3 separate regions of the Mus musculus genome follow, and all the other regions are linked to region 3. Evidence: chromatin contacts called from public ChIA-PET and HiChIP or PLAC-seq data. All regions are on one chromosome and are shown on one strand. Each heading gives the region's core, a stretch centred on a gene start, on an enhancer-like site or on the middle of the called end of the contact. The rest is flanking DNA. Distances are from core to core; before and after follow the strand shown. Region 1 overlaps Spag9 (sperm associated antigen 9). Region 2 overlaps Spag9 (sperm associated antigen 9). Region 3 holds the start of Ankrd40 (ankyrin repeat domain 40).

What was found. ChIA-PET counts read pairs in DNA pulled down with a chosen protein or histone mark. HiChIP or PLAC-seq counts read pairs in DNA pulled down with a chosen protein or histone mark.
Region 1: an RNA polymerase II ChIA-PET map of memory CD8 T cells shows a contact between it and region 3, with 52 read pairs. The contact joins the enhancer-like site here to the promoter of Ankrd40 in region 3. A contact is called at or near these places in 4 of 39 promoter capture datasets (cranial neural crest, frontonasal cranial neural crest, maxillary cranial neural crest and 1 more), 4 of 115 datasets of contacts at active chromatin or transcription factors (embryonic basal ganglia, embryonic forebrain, memory CD8 T cells and 1 more) and 3 of 9 other capture datasets (adipose tissue, liver and pancreatic islet).
Region 2: an H3K4me3 HiChIP or PLAC-seq map of embryonic stem cells shows a contact between it and region 3, with 2.2 times the contacts expected there. The contact joins the enhancer-like site here to the promoter of Ankrd40 in region 3. A contact is called at or near these places in 5 of 39 promoter capture datasets (cranial neural crest, frontonasal cranial neural crest, hippocampal neurons and 2 more), 5 of 115 datasets of contacts at active chromatin or transcription factors (embryonic basal ganglia, embryonic forebrain, embryonic stem cells and 1 more) and 2 of 9 other capture datasets (adipose tissue and liver).

Annotation. Positions count from the first base shown.
Region 1 is chr11:94,068,562-94,072,342 of GRCm38.p6, reverse strand. It overlaps Spag9 (sperm associated antigen 9), which reads right to left. Exons shown (of 29, transcript NM_027569.3): 7 at 3,308-3,407; 8 at 657-778. It overlaps Gm38951 (a long non-coding RNA gene), which reads left to right. Exons shown (of 2, transcript XR_880137.3): 2 at 1,395-2,664. Among named protein-coding and RNA genes, the nearest start is that of Gm38951, 4.0 kb to the left of the region's middle. Within about 2 kb of position 1,727, at least 29 of the 459 cell types and tissues checked have an H3K27ac peak or open chromatin away from gene starts, as enhancers often do. A contact at or near this core is called in memory CD8 T cells, where this site is marked.
Region 2 is chr11:94,045,665-94,049,644 of GRCm38.p6, reverse strand. It overlaps Spag9 (sperm associated antigen 9), which reads right to left. Exons shown (of 29, transcript NM_027569.3): 5 at 1,087-1,237. Among named protein-coding and RNA genes, the nearest start is that of Gm38951, 27 kb to the left of the region's middle. Within about 2 kb of position 2,089, at least 16 of the 459 cell types and tissues checked have an H3K27ac peak or open chromatin away from gene starts, as enhancers often do. A contact at or near this core is called in embryonic stem cells, where this site is marked.
Region 3 is chr11:94,325,678-94,329,457 of GRCm38.p6, reverse strand. It overlaps Ankrd40 (ankyrin repeat domain 40), which reads right to left and starts at 1,457. Exons shown (of 5, transcript NM_027799.2): 1 at 1,071-1,457. The coding sequence starts at 1,204.

The DNA.
Region 1 (3,781 bases), core at 478-2,977, 260 kb after region 3:
GAGGCCAACTCCTTCTGCAATAAAACCACACAAAAGGGCTGATCACTCAGAAAGAGTTGCACACAGTACTCCAGCTCCCCACCCCACCCCCACCCCGGGCCAGGTATGTGCTCAATGACACAACCTTTTTTGTGTGTTTTTGTTTATTGGACAGGGGAACAACACAGCAGCAGTGGCTAGAAATTAGAATATAACCCTAATTCAACACAAACTTTAAAATGACTATTTCCCACAGAGGTAAATTATAAATTTCAAGTGTTAAAATTGCCTAATTAATTAAGGTCAACAGAACTCTGTAAGATTTATATAAGCCAGTTACTATCTGACTACCAATCATACACACAAACACACACACCCTGCACCGAGTTCTTTATTTATTTATGTTCAATATCTATTTTTAGAAATATAGCAAATCAATAAACTGTGAATTAAAGTATAAATTTAAATGTGAATTCATTTTTTGTCATTTCCATATAGAAAGACGTTTTTCATTAAAACTCTTATGATGTCAAATAATGTTCTAAGCAATCCCTGAAGCATAATAACCTTGTACCGTCAGGCAGTCAGGGACATTTTAAATGATTGTTCAGTCAGGTCATTAATGGCATCTAGTTTTAAACAGTGTGTATGGCACTTCTCTAGGGGAGCTGTCATACCTAGTAAATCCGCTCCTTCATCCACATCTCCAATAAGGCCCGAGCCAGCTGAGGACAGCTCTTCAAAGAGAGATTCTGTATTGCGATCAAAAGCTTTGTTCTCTATGCCTTTGGTGGGAGTGCTAGGCAACAAAAACAATAAAGCCAAAACGACAAATTACCAAGACTTTCTGACAGTGTATTTTTTTTTTTAACAAAAATGTATGTTTATTTAAAAACAAATCTAACCAGGGTATTTCCTGGTTAAAAACACAGAATCAAGTTCACGTTTGGTTGCTTCTTCCTTCCATCCCCAAACAAATGGCCATGATACCTTCTGTCCCACATGGTCACCCCAAGTAGCTCTTCACGGACTCCTCAGCTAGACCTTGACAGTGTATTTTTAATATAATGATTAAGCAGCATTGGAATTTCTTACTTAAATTTATATTGACTATAAAATATCAATATGAAAAGATTTCTTGGTGAATTTCCAAGAATTTCCCACAGAGAGTACACAGCGCCTCTTCTGTGAAGTCCCAGCAAACCCACAGAATAACGGCAGCTACTCTGGTCTGTGCAGTACACAGCTACAGACCGCAAAACAGACTCTGTGTTACCCCAATTTTACAAATAAGGAAACCAAACAGCTTAAGGATCTTGACAAAAATCATTCAGCAATTAGGTGAAAAAGAATTCAAACTAAAGCAATCTTGTTTCAGGATACATGACCTTTTCTTGTCTTATTTTATTTTACAGGGCTTCAGGGTTTCATGTCACTCAGGTTGTTCCCAAATTTGCTACATAGTTGAGGATGACCTTGGACTTCTGATCCTCCAGGGACAGGCTTGTGAACTTGACAAAGATTAAGACACTCTACAGAGACACTGTATGTATCAGACTATTGAAACAACAGACCCCAGAGAAATGGGAATTTTCACAGGAATCTCATTCTGAGAAAAGGAAGAGATAACAGCAGAAGGGCAACTTGCTTTCCTGAAAGAGACTTCGCACAATTCTAAGCACCTTACAGGATGAGACTGACACCCAGATAATGATGGGTCGACAGTGGGCCAAACCACACTTGTTCCTCTATTTAAACTGTGATCTCACTTCAGGACTACAAAGAAGGTTTTGGGGGCTCTCTGGATCTCTTTGTTCCTCTTCCAAAACTGATTAAAAGACTCAAAGCCATTGTACTTGGGACTCTGCCTTTAGGAAACTCCCACAGAGCCATGTCATAGCATATAATAAAGAGCCTCGGTGTCCTGTTTCTCTGTAGAGAAGACCTGAAACAGCAGAGCAAGGTAAACACCACTCTACATGAGGAAGGAACTAGAAGGCCAAGGCAGAGTCCTGAAAATAGCTAGATTTGGGGTCTGGTCATCCTAAAAATCATACACTTAGGAAACTCAGGTCTGTTAATGTTAGTGCTAAGTGCATGGAACACTGAAAAAAGGAAACATGTTTCATGACTTAAGATTCACCAATTCCAGGAAAACACAAAGCATCAAAAGAAAATTTACGGCTAAGTTTGAGAATTTGTATAGACATACTAATGCAGTAATATATTCTAATTGAACTAAAATTAAGATATAATGAAATTAGAGAATGAAAAGATGGATGTTGCCAGGTATAATCCCCAGCCCTGTTGTAACAGAAAAGACCAGAGAAGCAAGATTTGAACCCATATAAGTCTTACTCTGTTAGAGGCTATGCTTATCCTGGGTAAAATACCCAAGTATTTTACCATTACTCCATTACTGACTACTCAGTAGGGCTTAATAAATGATACGTGCTCATAACCGTTATTTAAAGGTAAATCTGTTGAGGAAACACAAAGCTCAATTCTAATCAATATGTTTTTGGATAACCTTGATTAAAACAATACCAAGCCACTCTTCTGCTCTCATTAATCAAGCTTTCCATGTAAGATGAGACTAAATTCCCTACTAATGAGATCATTCTAGACAGAACATGTTCTCTTCTCCCTCTTTTGTGAAAAAAATAAAGTTTGTTCAAATTTTTACTTCCTCCACTCCACTTCCTGGTCTCCTCAGGCGGGAGAAGCAGCCCTGGCTGTCTCCTCCTCCAGCTACTCTCAGTGACTGAGTCTGCTCCAGAGCCAGGTGACAACCATCAAGTGCTGGGCTCTGCATTAAGGGCTCCTTCCTTGTGAGACTAAGGTAAGGTCCTTGGAAGAGACACTTGTCATACAGCACTAAGCTAGTTTGTTCTTCTGCCTTCTCCCATGAGAGGATACTGCATCCTCTTCCGTAAAGGACGCGGCAAGAAGGCATTATCTTTGAAACAAAGAATAGCCTACACTGGACAACTGAACTAGCCGGGGTCTTCATCTTGAATGGCCTAGCTTGAGAATTCTGAGAAAACAAATCTCTCTTCTTTATAAACAATGCAATATTAGTTACTGTTACAGCAACATAGACAAAAACCCCATCTGCCCTTATGTCCCAATCCCTAATCCTGCCAGAAGAATGTCCTCCAAAATTTAAAATACAAGTAATGAGCAGATTCTAAGGTAAAAAATCTGAATTACATTAACAGTATTTCTGTAGCACAACATGAACTGATCTTACTTATTTATAAACAGGATAAAAGTTAATGAGAATGAGAAAAAGGAAGATAATTACGGAATGTGATATTCTTAGTACCTTGAACCTTTATATCCACTGAGGTCTTTGTCCATATCCAATTCAGGAGTGGATTCAATGATTGCTTGAACTTCTGATTTCTCTTCATTTTCACCAGATTCTAAGGGTAGAATATGGTGAAATAAATGCATACATTATATGTATCTATGAAAACTCTTGCCTAATTAGGTTTTAAAACAGCTACTGAGTGAACATTTTTAGAAACTCTCGTGGCTGTGTTCTAGGAAATATGAGGTTAGACAATGTCACACACTGAGTTTAACAGCCAATCTCCAGAACTTGTGAGTAACCTTACTAGTAAGTACGTGTTTTCATGTGTATTTAAATGTGGGACACATAGTACAACATATCACAGGGACGGATTTTATTCCTATCTAAGGGGGATGCTAACTGTCCAGGATAGATTACTGCCTGTAATCTCAGCACATGGAAAGTTGGGAAGTAGAGGCAAGAGGGTTCAGGAGCTGAAGGTCA
Region 2 (3,980 bases), core at 840-3,339, 280 kb after region 3:
TCCTAGAACCTACAGTGGAAGAACAACTCCCAAAAGTTGTTTCCTGACTTCCACAAGTGTGCTCCACCAGCAACAGTCACACTAAAAATAAATAGTTAGAATTTCTGAATATAGGGTTCCAAAAGTAGTCACAAGACCCTAAGTTGATCCCCAGTAACCATAAAAACAAAAATAAAAAACCAAACACAAACAAAACAAAATCCCAATTAGTTCCTCACATCACTAGACCCTAAATTCTAGATTCATATCAGGTACACTAAATATAAAAGAAATCCTTGTCATTAGACTACTAAGCAAGATTATATTGGCTAGTTTTATATCAACTTGACAAAGTTAGAGTCATCAGAAAGGAGGTAGACTAAATTGAGAAAATGCTTCCATTAAGATTGGGCTGTAGGCAATCCTGTAGGGCATTTTCTTAATTAGTGATGGATGGGGGAGGGCCCAGGCCCTTGAGGGTGGTGCTACCCCTGGGCTGGTGGTCCTGGGTTCTATAAGAAAGCAGGTTGAACAAGCCATATGAAGCAAGCCTGTAAGCAGCACCCCACCATGGCCTCTGCATCAGCTCCTACCTCCAGGTTCCTGCGCTGACTTCCTTCGATTATGAACAGTGATGCATAAGGCAAATAAACCTTTCCTTCCCAGCTGGTGCTTCACCGCAGCACCGATAACTCTAACTAAAGTAAAGATGTAACACTATTTGGCTTTGTTTTCCTATGTAATTTCAAATTAACTAGCAAGAACATACCCTGGGAAAAGCCCATCTCGATTTGTTTTTAAGATACTTTCAAACTAAAAAATATATAAACTATTTTTTAAATTTAGATTTATTTACTTATTTGTGTGCGGTTGAACAAGGTGTGAACTACAGTCACTGTGGTTCTGTAGAGGTCAGAGGATAATCGGGAGTTGGTTCTCTCTTCTATCATGTAGGTCCTGAGGATGGGGACTGTCAGAGTTGGTGATAAGCACTTTCACCCAGTAAACTATCTGGGCAGCCCTAAACTATTAGATTATCCTTTGGTTTTCTGGGACTTCTATTTGAATAAGAATGCTTATAAAATGTACTGTTAAAATAAAGCTTACCTTCAGGCTGGTATGAGAACGTGGTTGACTTAATTCTTGAAATTTCCATTGCTCTGATCCTGGGGTCTCGCCTCCTTTCTGAGTGTCAGGTGTAAGCAATCCATCTCCAGCAGGTAGAGGGAAAATCCCTAATGATATAGGACGTTCTTTTCTATTTGAAGAGGGGAGAAAAAAATGAAACATTCTCATTAGTTTTTTATTTGTCGTGATTTTAAGCCTGGGCTGTGGATAGAAAAATCCCAGCTCTTTGGAAGATGAGGCAAGGGGATAACAAGGTCAGGGTCTCCCCTGGCTGTAGAAAGCTTATTCTCAATCTGCAATCAGCTCTCCTACATAATCCTATACGCACACCTAAATAAGTATATACCAAAGAGAAAAAACAGCCTCAAAGCTTTACATTGGCTCCACAAGTTAAGAAAAGTGTGGAAAAACTGTTTAGACACTGTTTTCACCTGCCAAGTTTGGAGCTGTTCATAGGTGAGGTCTCAGAACTTAGCCTAGCCTGACCCTGAACTGGAGATCCTCTGCCTTAGCCCGCTGTATGTTGAGAGTACAGGCATGCATTACCACAGCTGCCTCTGCCAAGAACTTGATGGTGGTCTGGTGTGGTAAACATGGAGAAGAGCTGCTGAGTGTTAGCCATGGAGGTTAGTGGTCATAAGGAACAGGCAAAGGCCTCCCCAGTCCCTGTTCCTAGTTTTCCACTTCCTCAAGCTACAGTGTTTTTACAGTAGGCCTTTTCTGCCTAGAGGAAAATGAATATACTCTTTGAAACAGGGATACTATTCAACAGTAAAAATCCAAAACATTTTTATTTAAGTTCTGGTTTTCTACAAATCATATTACAGTAGTTCTTTTAGGCAGAGTGCAGATGAGAAAACTTCTGTTAGGAAAAAAGAGCAGCTCTTTTCCAAGTCTTTCTTTACTGGGAGTGATGGAGTCCTAGCACGTAGGAGATAGACAGGAGGAGGAGTTCAAGGTCATCCTTGTACACAAAGCACAATAGAGCCCAGCCTGTTTACATTAGAGCCTGTCTCCAAAACATTACAAAGAAGGTGGAGGGATGACTCAGTGGATAAAGGCAATTGGCACCAAGCCTGACACCTGCGTTCAGTCTCTAGGACCCTCATGGCAGAAGGAGAGAACCAGCTCCTACAGGCTGTCTTCTGACCTCCACATTCATACTCCAATAAGTAGTAAATAAATCTAAATCTGAAACAAGTAAACACTAGTCAGCTATTTCACAAGTCAGTGACAAAGAGTTTTATTTTTCCTAATAGAGAGTATACTGCACATTACACGTTTCTATTTCCAGGCAATAGAACTTGTTTCTTCTTGAGACTTATTAGCTTTTACTTTAAACTACATCATTTCTGCTTCTTTGTTCTTAAACTGCAATCCTCTTTTTTTCTCATTAAATGATAGCCAAGTGTTTTGGTTTCCTTTAGTTAACAGAATGAAAAGTTGCTAGCCTGCTGTCTATTCCCAATTTTGAAAAACTTACTTTGGGAACAGAAATTCCCAAACTACTATCTGACTTTTATCTAACAAGCCTTCATGCCTTAAGGGAGAAGCAAGTAGGAATTTAATCAGAGTCTATCTAATATAAAGCTAGGAAGATAGCGCAGATTTCCTGAGATACAAGCCCATCACTGGCACCATCTTCCCACATAAACTCCTTTCCACACATATGGAGTGCGCAGTCTTCTTTAAACCCAAGCTTCCTTTCCTATTCCATCTATACGCCCAACTCTCTATTTTGCTTTTATCACTTTTTTGAGAAAAACAGATCTCTAGGAGGGGGTCAAATATGCTTGGAGTTTCTCTGCTCCAGATCTAGAAAATTAGCATCACCATGTGCTTCTTCCTCTGCGGACTGACCAATTAGATAGCTGATGGGGGCAAGAGATGCAGTTACATAAGTCTGACAATATTCTACTCTCAAAACAAAGTTCGTGAAAGGCAAACACTAGTCTTGAGCTTTGTTGTCATGCATGTTTGATGCTGTTTGTATTATATGCTTCAATAAAAATCACAGAAAAGTTAACCAAAAAAAAAAAAAAAAAAAAGGAGAACCTGTAGAAAAATACCAAGTGGCAGATTTCAGTCCCTACACTGAAGCACCTGCTCTCGCTGTCCAGCCACTGACTCCCTAACAGAAGCAAGGCTGACAAGTGTCTGAATCTTGTTATAGTCTCTAGCTAGTAGCTTCAGTTGTATATATTGATTTTTAGTTGGTTATTTAAATACCAGCTTATGTGTACTAATGATTTTTGAAAATATGTATTTCAGATAGCCTTTTGGCTATACCTGAAAGAACTGAGCCAGATAAACTGATGTGCTTTATCTGGTCTAACCAACCAGGAAACAGGACTGCTTTTCCAGATTTTACAATAGGGAAGATGATGTTCTAAGGCTTTATATATTAGTAACCAGCAGGACTAAGATTAAAAGTCACTTCTACTAAAAATGTGAGGTACACAAATGACTTACTTATATAATGGATCATATATTTTGCAACTGTAATGAAGTGCAAAAAATAGCTCGCTTGATTTTTTAAAATCAGTCACTGAGGTAAAATACCTTAAGAGAAGGAACCTAAGAGATTAAACAAATCACCAAAGGCTGCATATATGGGACAAGGTAACTCCAAAGTCTTAGTTACTGTATGGCAATACTTCTCCAGCATAGCCTAAGCCAGCCCTTAATATTAGTCATATTAATATTATACATATTTTTAAGCCTACAAGTTTTAGTTTCCTTATATCCTAAATATACATAGATTTGTATACAACTCTTTCAGGTACTAACATATACAAAATAGTCAGACTGTTTCTCAATTTTATACATCAGGAAAGAACCCAGCAGAGAACTGTATGTAATTCCAGCACTGA
Region 3 (3,780 bases), core at 208-2,707:
ATCTCCAGTGCCCTTTCCATTCCAAAATGTATGGCTCGATTTACTGGGGGGTTTAAAATTCAAATTTAACTTTAAACTGGCAAAAGAGGCTAGATAAGCATTACCTGAATTAAAAAAAATTAATTGTAAAATGTCAAAAAAGGGTAGAAAGAAATACCACATTCAGTAACTCGAAACTAAAGATTTAGCCGGGCGTGGTGGCTCACGCCTTTAATCCCAGCACTTGGGAGGCAGAGGCAGGCGAATTTCTAAGTTCGAGGCCAGCCTGGTCTACAAAGTGAGTTCCAGGACAGCCAGGGCTATACAGAGAAACCCTGTCTCGAAAACCAAAAAAAAAAAAAAAAGAAAGAAACTAAAGATTTGTTCATATCTTAAAATGAGACAGACTCTGTATTGGGAAGGAGGCAGATCTGCTAGCCGACTTGTAAAGCCTTGGGTAAATTTCTCTAATTGGAAATTGTACTAAGCAAACAAAACACTCTACAGGGCAGACAAATGAGTCTCCCCTCAACAGGCAGCTGTAGGCAACAGCCAATCACTGTGGCATTAAAACAACTGAGGCAGAATTATTATGCAAGTGGCGAGGGTTTTGTAGTTGTTCCTTTTCTCCTGGTCTTGGCTAAAGAAACCGTGCTGGTTTTTTAAGATTGGCATTTGCTTCGTTGCTTATGCTTTCATCTCTGCACGAAGTGTTCTTCAGAAGCGCCCATGGCAAACTAATTCAAGCTTGATGAAATCCAGAGCAGAGTCGCCGAGAATCAAAGCCTCTATGCATCACCATTTGGGCCAAGTTAGAGCCAGGGGGCGCGCGGGGGGGGGGTGGCGTGGGTGGGCTCCAGTGTCCCGGAGGGCGCTGGCCGCGGTCAACCACAGAAGAAGGTATGGTTTGGGGAGGATGCGCTCCTGACTGCACCAGGCAATGGGAGATCGGGGCCAGTCTCGAAAGGGCCACGACCTGAGAGGCCTGGGGCACCAGGCGTCACCTTCGCCTGCGTCCTGGGTCACGGCTGACTGCTCCACGCCCCGAGCTCGCAGCCCTGAACCCTGGGCCTCCCCCGCTCGCCACTTACCAGCCGTTGACCTCATTTTGCGAGTTCACATCCACCCCGCTCTCCACCAGTTTCTGCACCTCCCGAATGTCCCCCAAGGCCGCCGCCTCCCGCAGCCTCTCCTGCTGCTCCTTCTGCTCTAGGAGGGCGCTCATCTTCCCCAGGGCCCCGGGCCCCGGGCCGCCCCGCCCCGAGCCTGTCAGCGCCGCCGCCGCCTCCGCGGCCGGCTCCCGGCCATGGGGAGGGAGCGCCGGGCTCGCCCGCCCCGCTCGCGCCTCCGCCCGCGCCCGGCCCAGGGCCTCGTGCGCCCGCCCGCCCACCGACAGCTCCCTGGCTGCTCGCGGCCCCGCAGGCCCAGGCCTCCTCCCCCACCGCGCCTCCGAAGGCCGGCTCCGGGGGACCCTATTCGGTGTGACAACATTGACCTAGATACTTTTCGTTCCCACCCGCGGCCCCGCCGCCCCGGCCGGCTGTTTATGTAACCACCGCACTGGATTATCTGCTGTGATTCATGGGCTATTTTTAGAGCTCCCACCCGGCAGCTTCCAGCGAGGAGGACAGACACAGGAATAGTTGCGAGGCGGAGGGATCCGACATTGTCGTTTGAGAGCCAGAAAAGCCTTATCCTCAGGAGCAGGCTGTTTAGCAGGCATTAAAAATAATTGGTGGGTTTCCACCCCCACTCCCCCAAGATTAGTTAGCTCTTTTTTTTTTTTTTTTTTTTCCATCTGAGCCAATTTTTACCCAGCAGGACGGGAAATGGGCTGAAAAGGATCCTACTATAATATGCCCATTATTTGCAGAGATAGATGACACTGTTCTTTCTTATTTTTGTCAGTGCTTGGGACCATTCAGCTAGAATATTTATTTCAGCTGTTACTGTTTTTATTTTACCCTTTATCGGTTTTAGACAGAAATTCTTCCAACTTGGCTTTCATGAAGATTAACATTGATTCTAGTTTATAAAATGCAACTCGTTATAGCTTATAAATTATAATTAATTATTCTGAAAGTCATCTAAGGAAAGACGGAGGGCGGGGCGGGGCGGGGGCGGGCGGGCGGGGGGAGCTCTTTGTCATCCTAGTCCTGATTCCAGGCACTGAGGGTAGAGCTATGGTGTGTTCATAAACAGCCGTGTGCAGTACTCCATGCCTAATCTAGTTAATGAGGCTCAGAGCCTTGGTTGGCACTGTTCTACTACCCAATGGGACAAGCAGAAAATATTGTTTTGCTGAGCTCAGGTGCCTTGGAGAGATCCCTGATGTGGCACTGGTGAGAACTTTGCAGATGGGGTGAAAAGATTAAGGAAAACACCCTGGGGAGGCAGAGAGGAGGGCCTGAACAAAGCCAAGATGAAACAGGAAGGGGTACTTTTAGGTATAGCGTCTTTATTTCCATTCTTCGGGGTTGCCCAGGGCACACAGCATGCATTTGTCTTGTTACTGCTTAAGAAAAAGCAACGTCTGTTTATTATGATACAGTAATTCACACAGTACACACTGCACACCAGGAGTGATGAATATCAACTGACTAAACACTTAAATTGACCCCGGTGGCAAATTGGAACGCGGCTTGAGCCTACACTTGGATTTGTTTCCACAGTTTAAAATTTAATTCTCGGATCCAACATAGTGCTCCATCTGAGGCTGATGGGAATGGCATTGAAACTCAGTCTTTAACACAGTCTGAGGGACAAGAAATAGCAGTCTTTTTTTTTTTAAAGGCAATTTAAAAAGATTGTAGCAGGCTGGTGATTTGGCTTAGTGAAAGAGTACTTACCCAAACAAGGCACAGGGTTTCATCCTCAGAGTGGTAACAAACAAAGTCAAACAGCAGCAATGACATTAAATTAGGTGCGCTCCAAAATTCATGGTTTTTTGTTTGTTAAATTTTCTTTCCTTAAAAGAATTATATCGGGCTAGAGAGATAAGCCAACAGTTAGGAGCATTTGTTGCTTTTGTAAACGAGGCCCAGGATTTGATTCTCAGCACCAACATGGTGGCTCTCAACCATCCATCCGTAACTCCAGTTCCAGGGGATCAGATGCCCTCTTCTGACTTCTTCAGGTTTAAGCATCCACATGTGCACATGCATACATGCCAGCAAAACACATGCACATGGAAACAAAACAAAACAAATAAAACTGAAAAGGGAGCCAGGCAGCCACTTTAATCCCAGCACTTGGGAGGCAGAGGCAGGCAGATTTCTGAGTTTGAGGCCAGCCTGGTCTACAGAGCGAGTTCCAGGGCAGCCAGGGCTATACAGAGAAACCCTGTCTCGAAAAAAAACAAAAACAAAAACAAACAACAAAAACTGAAAAGGGAAAGAAACAGAAAAAGAAAGGCGACTGACTGTGAGCCAGAAGAGTACACCAATAAGCATGACCAGCTCAACAGCCCTGCCTCTGGGTTCCTGCCCTGCCTGACAGCCTGCCTTGGCTTCCCTTGATAATAGACTACAAGTTGGGAAAAAAAAAATGGCCGGGCGTGGTGGCACATGCCTTTAATCCCAGCACTTGGAGGCAGAGGCAGGCGATTTCTGAGTTCGAGGCCAGCCTGGTCTACAAAGTGAGTTCCAGGGTAGCCAGGGCTACACAGAGAAACCCTGTCTTGAAAAACCAAAAAAAAAAAAAAAAAAAGAACTAAGAAGTGGATGGTGATGGCACATACCTTTAATTCCCCAAACTTGGGAGGCAGAGGCAGGCGGATTTCTGAGTTTGAGGCCAGCGTGG